Regions from separate parts of the Mus musculus genome. Here region 1 is linked to region 2. The links are chromatin contacts, called in public HiChIP or PLAC-seq maps. All regions are on one chromosome and are shown on one strand. The core of a region is the stretch at or near the end of the contact, and the rest is flanking DNA. Distances in the headings are between cores, read along the strand shown.

Region 1 (6,653 bases), core at 1,190-3,689, 1.1 Mb before region 2:
CTTGAGTCTGTGGGTTAGGGTGGCAAGGGTTTCCTGAATTACTTTCCAGAGACTATTTCCAGGGGCTATTTTGCAGAAAGCAGTGATCCCCCCCCCCCCATTAGGCCTGTCAAAAGTGCCTGCTGGGTGATGAGAACAGAATGGAAGGCTAGATTTCTGCCTCTATACTGAGTCTGCCCCTTTGCAGCTTTAACTTTTGGGTAAGGTTGGCTTGACCTAAACCTCTTTCCTCCCCTTCATGCCCAGATAAAAGTCACTAAGGCAACGTCCCCCCTCTAAGCCACTGTAGTATGACCTAGGAGTCTCCCAGTCCTATCCATGGCCCCCTCCTCCTCTCCCCTCCATGTAAAGCTTGTGCACATAGCTGACACCCCAAGACAGTCATCTCTGGCAGCAGCCTCTCAGTTGTGTGTGTGTTCCTGCCAACAGTTCACCCTCAAGTCATTGACCTTTCGTTGCTAAAAAGTAGCAGGCTGTCCTCACAAGCAGTTACGTTAGCATGCCACAGTCACTGTGGCAGGGCTCACTTGCCCAGAGGACAGCCTGCACCTTACTCCTCCTGACGTCACCATCAGCACTAACGGAGCAGGGGGGCAGGCCTACAGATGGGTTAATCCATGCAGAGAAACAACTGTCTCCCAACCTCTGACACTGGTGTCTAGATTACTGAGGGGCCACACTGACAATCTCGTTCCCAATTATCTGTCACGTATCCAGAGTGGATCTCTGCAGCACTAGAACTGCCTATGGTGCCTAGATTCCCCCAACAAGGCTCCTGGTTCATCACCTGGGCCTGGGCTCAAACGTGGCCATGGTAGGTTATGTATTCTTTCCCCAGTGGAGTAGGCAGAAACAAGATTGAGACCATCATACACAGAACATAGCAGGAAGGCCCAACAGCAAAATGCTATGGGGCTACTCCCAAGCACTGTTAATAGAGTGTGTTCCTAGTTACTGTGAATATGGAAAAAGAGTACCTGTGGGGTCCTGTGTTACCTGTCGAGAACCTGCCATATCAAAATGAATAAGGGTCCAAAGGCAAGATATAGGCTCCTTCACAAAGCCTGTTTTTATGATGATATTTTCTCAAACTAACAAAATTAGTTACAATGAAAAACAAAACTGTAATAACAATTCCTTACTGTGAGCACTGACTGCTCTTCCAGAGGTCCTGAGTTCAATTCCCAGCAACCACATGGTGGCTCACAACCATCTGTAATGGGATCTGGTGCTCTCTTCTGGTGTGTCTGAAGACAACTACAGTGTACTCATATAAATAAAAATAAATAAATATTTTTAAAAAATAATTCCTTATTGATTGTCTTAACTTGACAGTTTGGATGTCAGATTGTTAGATTATTACTTTGTGGTAGAACATGTGGTTAGCATGTGGGGAACCCTGGTTTCAGTCCTAGATGAGAGAGAGAGAGAGAGAGAGAGAGAGAGAGAGAGGAGGAGGAGGAAGAAGAGGAGGAAGAAGAGGAGGAGGGAGAGGAGGAGGAGGGAGAAAACAAGAAAAAAGAATAGATAACATTTCAGCTTAACTTGAATAAGTCCTTGCAGGTGTGCAGCACCCCCCAGGTCCACACAGCCTCACTGACTGACCAGTAAACTCAACATTTCACAGTGTCTGCTACAAGCCCGGAGCAGTGCAGCCAGGCAGCCAGGGTGTGTGTGTGTGTGTGTGTGTGTGTGTGTTTGTCTGTTGGGGTGTGGTGTTGGGGGCTCTGTGTGTGTGTCTGTTGGGGTGTGGTATTAGGGGCTCTGTGTGTGTGTCTGTTGGGGTGTGGTGTTGGGGGCTCTGTGTGTGTGTGTGTCTGTTGGGGTGTGGGGTTGGGGGCTCTGTGTGTGTGTGTGTCTGTTGGGGTGTGGGGTTGGGGGCTGTGTGTGTGTGTGTCTGTTGGGGTGTGGTGTTAGGGGCTCTGTGTGTGTATCTGTTGGGGTGTGGTGTTGGGGGCTGTGTGTGTGTGTGTCTGTTGGGGTGTAGGGTTGGGGGCTCTGTGTGTGTGTGTGTCTTTTGGGGTGTGGGGTTGGGGACTCTGTGTGTGTGTGTCTGTTGGGTGTGGGGTTGGGGGCTGTGTGTGTGTGTGTCTGTTGGGGTGTGGGGTTGGGAGCTGATGTGTTTCTCCAGGAGCTGAGAACTAGGGAAAGGAGATATAGCGCAGTGTTGGGAGGTGCACCCACAGATGCAATTGGAGACTAGCAGGAGGCTTAGGTAATTCCAAATACAGGCAATAGAGGAAGTTCCAGGGGCTGGAGAGATGGCTCAGCGATTAAGACCATGTATTTCCCTCCCGAAGGACTTGAGTCCAATCCCCAGCAGCCACTGGACTTCGTAATCAGACATGCGTGTCTGTGCTGTGGTAGCTACTTCCTTTGTTGCTGATGGCACTCAGTCTGTGCACCCCTGCATCCTTCGCACCTGCCTTGCTGCTGAGACACTCCCTAGGTTCCTTTCTTTTCTGGCCAGCCTCTTCCGGTCCCCATGACACGACTTCCTGTGGTTCTCCTTTCAAGTCGGTGAGGCCCTTTCTTCCTCAGCAGACAGCCACAGCGGCTATCCTCTGAGGTAGCAGACTCAGTCTCTCTCCTGAGGTGGATCACTGGCCCAACTAACACAGCTGAATTGTTAGTAAAGGCCTGTCCAGTTTCCTCAGCCTCATGCCCCAAGCAGGCATACATACTATGTGAATCTAAAATAAACTCAGTGTGGCTGCTGAAGATAAGTACTTAGCTTAGCAGATAAGTACTTGCCACACAAGCCTGATGACCCGAGTTCCACCCAGAATCCGTGTTAAATACATTGCCTTCTAAAACGCAAAAGCCTGTGAGATAAATTAATTTCTAAATCCTTTGACAGCCACACAGGAGGAAGCCTGACAGCTGGGCTTTCTGTGAGGACATGAACGAGCAAGGGCTTTGCATATATTATCTGTCAGTCTGGACAGCTCCAGAAGTTGATTGCTGTTCCCATTTTATAAAGTGGCAAACAGAGGCTCAGAAAAGATAGGTGGCTGGCCTGAGGATATTCTACAACTTACGGATGCCTCGGGAAAATGTGTATGGCATGAAGGTGATCCCTGCCCTAGGAAAATGGGGTGGGGTGGGGTGGGGATCCTAAAGGATGTTAGAGGGCAGAGATAAGAAAATAAGTAGCCTGCCTGGGTTGCCCTGGCCGAGGCTGCTCTCTAACCTGCTCTGGCCCTTACTTCCTTCCCGTGCCCGTGGTTAGGGCTATCTGAGGGTGTCTGTGTATTCTGCTGTTCTCATTCCGTATCAGACATGCTGTCTCCTCTTCCACCTCTGCCATGGCCTGGATGCTTACACCCTACAAAATGAGAGTGCTGAATTCCGATCACCCACCACACCACGTGATGCTATTAGGGGATGCGCAATTAGATCTCAGACCTGTGAGAAACGAATGTGTACGGTTTCTGAGCCACCATGCCTGTGGTACTATGTCACAGCAGCCCAACCCAACCCAACTGAATGCAGGTCCCAGGGAGGGGTCCCCTCCCTGATCCCCAAAGGGGAAAGCTGATGATGAAACGCAGTACCAAGTGTGAGGGACTTCATCATGAGCAAGGTGACTGCTGCCTTGGACTATGGTGGCTCCACCACCAGGAGCCCCAGTTGGCAATGAGGTGGCCTAGATCCTTCACTATCTGTTTTGTTTTGTTTTGTTTTGCTTTGCTTTGCTTTGCTTTGCTTTGCTTTGCTTTGCTTTGCTTTGCTTTGCTTTGCTTTGCTTTGCTTTGCTTTGCTTTGCTTTGCTTTGTTTTTTTCAAAAGACAATTAGCCTGGTCTCCTTGGTAAAGGAAAAAAAATGGCTGAGTTGCCTACAGCCTCTTTCTGTCAACAGCCTCTCCACTGCCTGCCTGTGACCACTTCTCTCCTTAGCTTACCTCACTGAGGGGAGGGGAGCTGTGTCCCAGAGCATGGCCCAGGCTGCGCCTCGGTGCAGCGGCACTGGGGACAGGTGAGACAAGGTGCCTGGAACCCAACAGTAAGGGGAGGATACCTCTTACCTCCAAAGGCTGGCCTCATGGTGAAGTCGTGGTCCTCTACCCTGAGCAGAGGCCGAGGCTTTCCTGGCCGCATCTTGGTCACATCAAGGTTCTTTTTATACAAATGGCTGCAAAGAAAGAGAAATGGGTTTCCATGGCCCACCGAGGCTCTGGAGAGACCGAGTGGATGGAAGACTGCCTGCAGGGTCCACCTGTTCAGCATTTCTTCTTTATTCTGATGCACACAAGGAGGCAGAAGACTAAAGGGTCTCTACACTGCCCACACCCTCACAAGGATGTCCACCCCAGGACAGATCCTTCCAGAACATTCCTGAGAGCAGATAGCATCCCCTGAGGACATTTTGTACCTGCCAAGGTCTTAGTGAGTTGCGACTAGATGAAAGTGTTTAAGCTGGGGAGTGGTGAAAATTATGACTTTTTTTTTTCTTTTAAAACAATTTCCCAAAGCTGAGCATGATGGTTTGGTGACGCACACCTTCGATCCCAGCACTCAGGAGGCAGAGGCAGGGGGATCTCTGTGAGTACAACCAGCCTGGTCTACTGAGTGAGTTCCAGGGCAGTCAGGGCTGCATGGTGAGACTCATGTCTTACAATATGGTTTGTAATAAATATGTTGTGACACAAACATCCCCAAAGCTCTAAACACTGCTTGCCCCAGCTAGAGCTGCAGTGGCTTCTGTCAGTCCAGAGGACAGATCTGTCCATCCCTCACCTAGCTAGGTCTCCTCATTGTCTTATACTCTTTGCAGATTAACTTTGTCACATGAGCAGTCAACTGCCGAAGACTGTAAAGCATTTGCCTACTGGACGGTTATTCTGCAGCAAGAAGGATGGTTAGTTAGTCTATGCAGGGTATCTAGGCTGTACTATTTGTATTTCTCTGGCGACCTGAAAGGTGGGATCTAAGCGCATCTCTGTGTGTCTGTGTCAAGCCCAATGCCCAACACACACTAGACATCCAGTGAAGTGGGAGCAGTGTGAAGCATACACCAGCCAGCGTTGATTCTAGCATGTTTGGCCAACGTTGTCTTTAAACCAGGTGATTCTTGGCTTTAACTGTGTGTTAGGGTTCCCTGGGAACTTTCAAAAACCCTGATGCTTGGGCCCAACCAAGACCATGTAAATCCATCTCTGAGGGCTGTAGACATGGCTCAGTGGTTAAGAGCACTGACTGCTCTTCCAAAGGTCATGAATTCAAATCCCAGCAACCACATGGTGGCTCACAACCATCTGTAATGAGATCTGATGCCCTCTTCTGGTGCGTCTGAAGACAGCTACAGTGTACTTATATATAATAAATAAATAAATCTAAAAAAAAAAAAAAGTTTAAATCCATCTCTGGGAGGGACCCACACTAATTCCCACACAGCCACACTGAGAACCATGGCTCCAACGTGACATATTAACATCCTGTGATACGTGGGTGATTACAAACTATCCCTTCCTGTCAGTGGCTCTCAGACTTAGCCACCAGGTAATCACCTGGGGGCTGTCACACTGCTGCTGAGGGGCTGGGAGACTCGGAGGAGGCAGAAGTGTGGGACTTTCTAAAGCCCTGGTAGTGCTGGGTGAGTGGACTTGAAAACTGGCAGGACTTTACTCTGACCCTGCTTTTTGGCGATTTTCAGAGGTGCCCACAGGCAAGTCAGTGCCAACCACATGGCTTAAGAGGTGAGGTGACCAACACATGAAAGGCAGCAGATCTTCTCAGGACCTGCGAGCTGCTGTGTGCCACATTCGGAAGTGTTGTATAGCGAATGGGTACTCTTGCTCTTTTGCATCGTATCATTCACCCTCAAGCTCCTGCCCCACCCACTCGGCTTTAGAAAGCACAGTGAAGAGAGGTGGCAAGTGGATCTCTGAGACGCCTGTCTTAACGTTCATCTTCAGCTCTGAACAGACAGTGTAATGCAGTGGGACGTCAAAGCCATGCACATCCACGAAGTAGCCATTTACATCTTACACAGAATTCGATACAATTAATATCCAGTTTCTCTCTCATACTAGCCATGTGTAAGTGCTCAAGAACAGCTCACGGCTTGTGACCACTGTCTGGGACGATATAGATAATGCTTTCATGATCACAGAACATTCTAGTATTAGCTCGGTGCCAGTTTAAGGGTTGGCAAGGCCCCTGACCCACACAGATTCCTTTGGGCTGCCTCTCTCCATTTTACAGCCCCAAACCTCTCATTCATTCCCTCACTTCCAGTGAGGGTTGTGACTCCGCCTGGTTCTCCCCCTTCATCTGAGGAGGGCAGCATCCATATGGACAGCCATCTGCCAATACCCAGTGCCAGGAACCAGGTTCACTTGCTTGACATGTTTCTGGGAGCAGCTCCCCTGCCTGATGTGTTCACGGCATGGGGGAGTGTTGCTCGCTTCCTCCCGAGCTTGTGGAGGTGACAGGCAAGTGGATGGGTGAATGACGTCACTTTAGGGAGTGATGAGTGCCGGAAAACTACAAGCAGGGTAAAGAATAAGCAAAGTGGTTGGCATGGAAACTATGGAGATGGGCCATGGGGAGGTCTTCTGCTGGTTCCAGCTGACCCACCACCAAGTCTTCTGTCTACATTACCTTCTACTGTAAGGTCCTGAGGTGAAGTATCTGACCTTCCTTGACAC
Region 2 (6,043 bases), core at 2,541-5,040:
AATTTGAGTAAGGCAAAATTTCTGTTTTTTCAAACACAACAGATGTTAGCACCCTCACTTCTTCACAGGTGCATTCCCTTAGTGGTGGTTTGAATGAGAATGGCCCCCATGGCTCAGACCCTTGAACTATACACTGAACTGTTTGGGAAGAATTAGGAGATGTAGTCTGTTGGAGGAGGCATGTCACTGGGGGTGGACTCTGAGGTTTCAAAAGACTTGTGCCATTTCCAGGGTCTGTCTCTCTGGCTCCTATTTGTGGATCAGAATATGAGCTGTCAACTGCTGCTTTAGCATATGGTTGGCTGCCTGCCTGCCACCATGTTCTCTGCCATGATGGTGATGGACTCTAATACTCTGAAACTGTAAACCCCCAATAAGATCCTTGGTTATTCAAGGATTTCCTATTCTTTATCACAGCAATAGGAAAGTAAGTATGACACACTTGTGGATGTTTTCTTTTCTCTCTCATATGTGACTGAAAGTATGAACAGCCATGGAGATCATTGGGTCTTACTTAACTAATCTGTGTCTTAACTACTAAAACATTTAGCTTAACTATAAAGTTAGCAGCTTACCATGCCATATGGCAAGTTCACTGTTACCGTGTGTCACAACTCTAGGCATGGTCACCACGAATGGGCTATGTCTCATATTTATCTTTGCAAGGTTCTAAGCATAGAAGAAAGTGGGTCTGTGTCTCTGTAAATTCTTAAGTTGTGTCAAGATATTGCTGTTTCTAGGCCCTGGGGGAGTATTTGCCTCACTTTACAACCATAACAGTGTAAACTGAAACAGGAGAGTATTTATCTGTTAAGATTTTAAGTTATATTCTTTAGATTTTCTCTGGAAGAATACAGAACAATTTAATAGTTATGCTATTTTATCTTATGTTTACACTTCCGGTTATTTCCTGGGTCTATGAGAAGAAGGCGGCTTTCCTCATCTGTTCTCTATAACCTATCCTATGTAGTGACAGAGCTGCAATTATTTCAATGCAAAGACAAAATTTAGCGGGCACTGCAGCCTGGGCCCAGGTAAAACACTTAGTGATTGATAGGCTGCCGTACCACTCGGGTCAAGGAGCAGGATATCTGGGTTTGCATGCGTAGAAAACAGTGGATAGCAGACATCTAAAGAGATCTGATTTTCTCCTGTGCCACACTGTTGATTCCCATGTACGAATCTAGGCTGAAATTAGGAAACCCTCTAAGGCAATGCAAGGGAGAATAGTCCCTTAGTTTGGGGGGGGGGGTTGTGGTCATCATCATCATCAAGAACAACAGCCCAACAACAACAGCAGCAGCTGGTGTCACCCCAATGGCTAGAGCACTTCACTATGCACCACTGGACAGGAATCTTGGTGAGGTTTTGCTACTATAAGTGTTTAACTTACCCAAAGTAGACAGTACACACCCCTTGCTAAACATAGTTCTAAATTATATGACACAGGGAAAAGCTGCTCATTTAATTTTTAAAATGAAACTATAAACCTGACTAGGCCATACCAGGTATCTATAAATACTGAAAACATAGTTTGTGAAGACAGTAAACTAACTTCAAAATTTCAGTTTAATTGGTACTTTTTTCTTTCTTTTTGTTTTTGACACAGGTTTCTTTGTGTAGCCTTGGCTACCCTAGAACTCTCTTTGTAGACCAGTCTGCTCTTGATGTCATAGAGATCCGCCTGCCTCTGCCTCCTGAGTGCTGGGATTAAAGGGGTGTGGCACAACAACCTGCTTAATTTCAAACAACTTCATTTTCCAAGGTCTATGAGACCACCTTCCTTCCCTTCTGTTGTACTAAAACACAGAACAAGATCTTCCTTAGATACAGTGCTTGCGTGTGTGCTAAGACATCACAGTACTGTGCTCTCATGAGAAAACTATCCCTCCCTTTGCACAGGTATTTTTAATCCGCCATTATGATAAACTGAGCTATTTACACTGGAGTTTTAATAAACTAAAAGGATTTCAAATGTCTATGCATTTGAAATAAAGTCTCTCATGAGGTATGAAAAGTTGCCAAATAGATTTCTCACTTGGACACATATTCTGTGTTTTAAAAACCAGAGGCTGACACTCAGGAAATAACTCTAACAGCTGACAAAAGGGATCTCATCAACTTCCAAAGCTTCTTCACAGCAAAAGAACAGCTAAGCTGGGCGTGCTGGCCTTTATCCCAGCACGTGTGAGCAGAGACAGGCGATTAGCTGTGACTTTGAAGCCCACAGGGTCTACCATAGTAAGTTTTGAGGCCAGAAGTAATATACACACTGTGAGATCCTGCTCCTCCTACAAACCAACCAACCAACCAACCAACCAACCAACCAACCAACCAACCAACCACTAACAAGTTAAATACAGTCTATAGAGTGGGGGGAAAAGTCTTTCATGGCTGTGTATGTATATTTATAATAAAAATAAAAGAACAAAAATAAAACCCTGAAGAAAGCAAGCAGCCAATCAAATCAGTACGCAGACTAATGATTAGACAGTTCTCAAAAGATGTAATACAAGTGGCTAATAAACACAAGAGAAATGGCCTGGTCAAAACCAGCCCTGATTAGGTCCTAGGTCCTAGAGAGGAGTCTAATGTTATCTTGCTATATTAACATGTTATCAACCTGCTTCTAAATAGTGATATTTATTCCTATGGATTAGAGTGGCTTTCAACCCTGGCTAGAGAAGATTCTTTTTGAAGTTGTAGTATTTAACTCAGGGAGGGAGGGAGGGAGGGAGAGAGAGGTTAAAGTGTTAAGGATCAGTAACTGTGAGTGCTCAGTCCTAAGTGGGACAGCTGTATCAACAACCTAAGAAGGCTCAGGGAATATCACAGAAGAGGAGAAAAGAATCCAAGAACCAGAGGATCTCAGGAGGCGGTGAAATGCTGGCTGATGGACAGGGTCTAGGTATTCCACTCATCAATCCATTGCAGCTGTGGCTACCCACACAAGATCAGCCAATCAATAAACCAGCATAGAAGGCGAAGAGGCTCATGAGGCCCCACCCTTAGCTGAGCAAGTGATAGCTGCTGGAGGAAGGGGAGTTACAAGCATTTTCCTTGGAGGGGTGTGGCTGCTGCTAGGTTGCCCAAGCGTGGTGGCTGATCCAAACCCTAGGGTTTTGGGGAACAGTAACTGGATTCAGTGGGTCACAAAAAGAAGACAAAGGAGGAAGGGGCATTGGGGAATGGATCCAAAAGGAGTAGGATAATCATGTTGGGGATGTTCAAGATATATTGTATACATGCATGAAACTGTGGAAGAATAAAAGATACTCTTATGAGGAAAACATGGAAATTGCTCAACCTCACTAGCCACTGGGGAAAAATGCAAATTGGAACTTTGCTGTAATCTCACTTCAGCTGCCAGAAGAGTACCCTTATGTACACTGCTGGCAGAAATGTAAACTTGTCAGCCATTGTGAAATCACTACAGAAGATCCTCAAAACATTAAAAACACTAAAATAGGCCCCTGGATGTTTACCCAAAGGACTTCTGTTCGACAAGCGCATCACAGCAGTACTTCCACATCCATGTTTACTGCAGCGCTATACATAACAGCTGAGCTACAGAACTCACTGGGATGGCCAACAACAGAGGATAAAGAACATGCCACAGGTATACACAATAGAGTTTCCAGTGTGTCCTTTGTAGGAAAATGGATGCAACTGGAAACAAGTTAAACTGGTCTTAGAAAAGTATTTGTTTTCACTCCTTTGTGGTTCTTTAACTTTACAGATACATAGAATCACGTTTGTGTAAGACATCAAAGTAGAAGTGAAACTGTCTAAGAGGAACAATGAGGACTAAAGGAAGGAGGGTGGGTGAAAAGAGTGGTACGGGGTATGTTCATTATGCATGAGATACTTTTGTGAAAATGTCCTTTCACGACACAGTCATGTATCAGGAATACACACAATGGAGACTAAACGCAGATCTGAGACATATTTGGGAGGAGTTGGAGTAGGGTTCGAGATGGTCTAAATATACTGTATTCACGTATAAAACATTATTAATAAAAAGTAGAAAGTCAAGTAAAGATGCTGGTGGTCATTGTTAGCGATATGGGAATTGTAGTTACTGAAAAGGTCCAACAGGAACAATCATGATACAAAAATCACAGAGTGAAGTACAAGAACACATGCTTCCAACTGGAAAAATCTGACTATTTTTAATATACGTGTTTAGTATGTGGGAGGGAAAAACACACACAGGGTAAAGCACTTAGTCTCTGCCATAACACTCCAAGGGCATTTCGAAAGCTACTGCCAAGTGGTTGATTTTATAAACATGAAGATCTAAATAATGACATCATGCTTGTCTTTGTAAAGATTAATGCCTCAAGTCAATCCATTTTGTATTACAAGGAACTAGACTGGTCACCTGTGGAATCATCAGGGGTCCACGGGTGACTGCGAGCTGGCTTCTCTGAGGTTGGTCCTGAGGTAGTGATCATTCTGACACTAGGGCTGGATGACCGGCTGCTCACCTGTGAAGAAACGGTAGGAGGAAAAGCTGTCACTTTTTTCTTTTTTTAAAAAAGAATTACAAGACACATCTTCACATCCAATAAGAGGCAAACATTTTCAATTTTTACTAGTAGATGCCTAAGACTCTTGAAAGCAGCATTCTAAGTATATAGTCAGTGTATATCAAATTCACTATGCATTCATACATAGCATCTCTTCAAAACTTACAGAGAAATAAAGCCCACAAAACAAAAGCGGACGGGTAGCCCTTAAGCTGCCAATGCTAAGACTTTACAACCCTGGATCGTCTGTTATGTTGAGGAACTAGTAACAGAGCCACCAATTCTCTGTAGGATGAGAAGGCCTGCTTAATCCCCGCTCAAAGCCAAGGCTCGGGAATGCTTTGTTCTGTGGGAAAGAGAAAACTAGCAAAAAATGAAAAACCTTCCAATAAAAGCAGTTGGCAAGCCCAGCATGGTGGCAGACAGCTGTGATCAGCACTTGGAGGCAGAAGCAGGAGGAACATGAAAGTCCCTTGTACAGGGACACGAAATGAAGGAAGACAGAACTGAGCGACAGTATGAGAAATGAGACAGACGCATGTCCCATGTTTCACATGGTCAGATATGGTCAAATTCCAGAAAACAGACAAGCAAAAAATAGAAGTGGCCTCCCGAGGGAAATGGCAGCTACAGGTGAAGTGTCCCTAAGTCAACAGATCTGAAATTAGAAATGCTTTGAAACCTGAAACTTCCAGTGCTCACAAGATGCCACAAGTAGAAACTGTGTACCTAACAAACACCTCATGTGACTGAAGCCATCATTTAAGTGACCTGCAGGCGATGCATATTGTACAGAGAAAACAAATGCATGGCAAGTTCAGGCCTGGGCCTTATGAGCCAGGTGTCCCATCACATACATGTGTATATTTCAAAATCTGGAAGAAAAACCCTCAAAGCCAGAAACACAACCCATTTCATGCTTTTCAGAAGAAATATTCAACACGCACTCACAAACCATGAGCTTCAGCCACCACGGAAGCCAGAGAATGCTGGCAGAAGACTGCCCGCAGCCTGGAACAGTGAAGAATGTGCTCAGAACAGCATCTGAAATGATAAGCCTCACCTTACCTACCTCACAAACTCCTACAACAGGAATGTCTAAGCAGGAACTTTACTTAACAAGAATTTTTTTTTTTTCCTGGACCAAAGGGCTAAAATTCAGTTTCCTTGAAGAAAATCCTGATAAGAATGGGTACTAGTCTTCTCCATACTGAAAACAGTAGGTAAGAAGACAGTAATGAACTTACAAAACTACCAAACAACACAGAAATATAATCTACAGCATCATAAAACCAGGATAAGCAAGAACATTGCTTTTAAAATGCTTGGGTTTTTCAGGAAAAGCAGGCTTGGTACAAATGTTAAAATCTCCAAGGTATTTACTACAAGTGGCATGATCTAACTTTTCACCTAGAAAGGCAAAGGGGATGAGAAATGAGAAATGTACCTATTCCACCTCAGAGATGGTAAGAGGATAAAGAAGAGTCTAAAATAAAGATGGACTAGTTTAC

Evidence for each region. HiChIP or PLAC-seq counts read pairs in DNA pulled down with a chosen protein or histone mark.
Region 1: a contact with region 2 is called in an H3K27ac HiChIP or PLAC-seq map of large pre-B cells, with 12 times the contacts expected there. The contact joins two enhancer-like sites. A contact is called at or near these places in 4 of 39 promoter capture datasets (the C10 cell line, liver and pre-B cells), 2 of 115 datasets of contacts at active chromatin or transcription factors (large pre-B cells and regulatory T cells) and 1 of 9 other capture datasets (liver).

Annotation. Positions count from the first base shown.
Region 1 is chr4:33,068,832-33,075,484 of GRCm38.p6, reverse strand. Gabrr2 (gamma-aminobutyric acid (GABA) C receptor, subunit rho 2) reads right to left here. Exons shown (of 9, transcript NM_008076.3): 2 at 4,029-4,135. Among named protein-coding and RNA genes, the nearest start is that of Gabrr2, 9.0 kb to the right of the region's middle. Within about 2 kb of position 2,439, at least 113 of the 459 cell types and tissues checked have an H3K27ac peak or open chromatin away from gene starts, as enhancers often do.
Region 2 is chr4:32,008,763-32,014,805 of GRCm38.p6, reverse strand. Map3k7 (mitogen-activated protein kinase kinase kinase 7) reads right to left here. Exons shown (of 16, transcript NM_172688.3): 13 at 4,385-4,490. Among named protein-coding and RNA genes, the nearest start is that of Map3k7, 48 kb to the right of the region's middle. Within about 2 kb of position 3,790, at least 41 of the 459 cell types and tissues checked have an H3K27ac peak or open chromatin away from gene starts, as enhancers often do.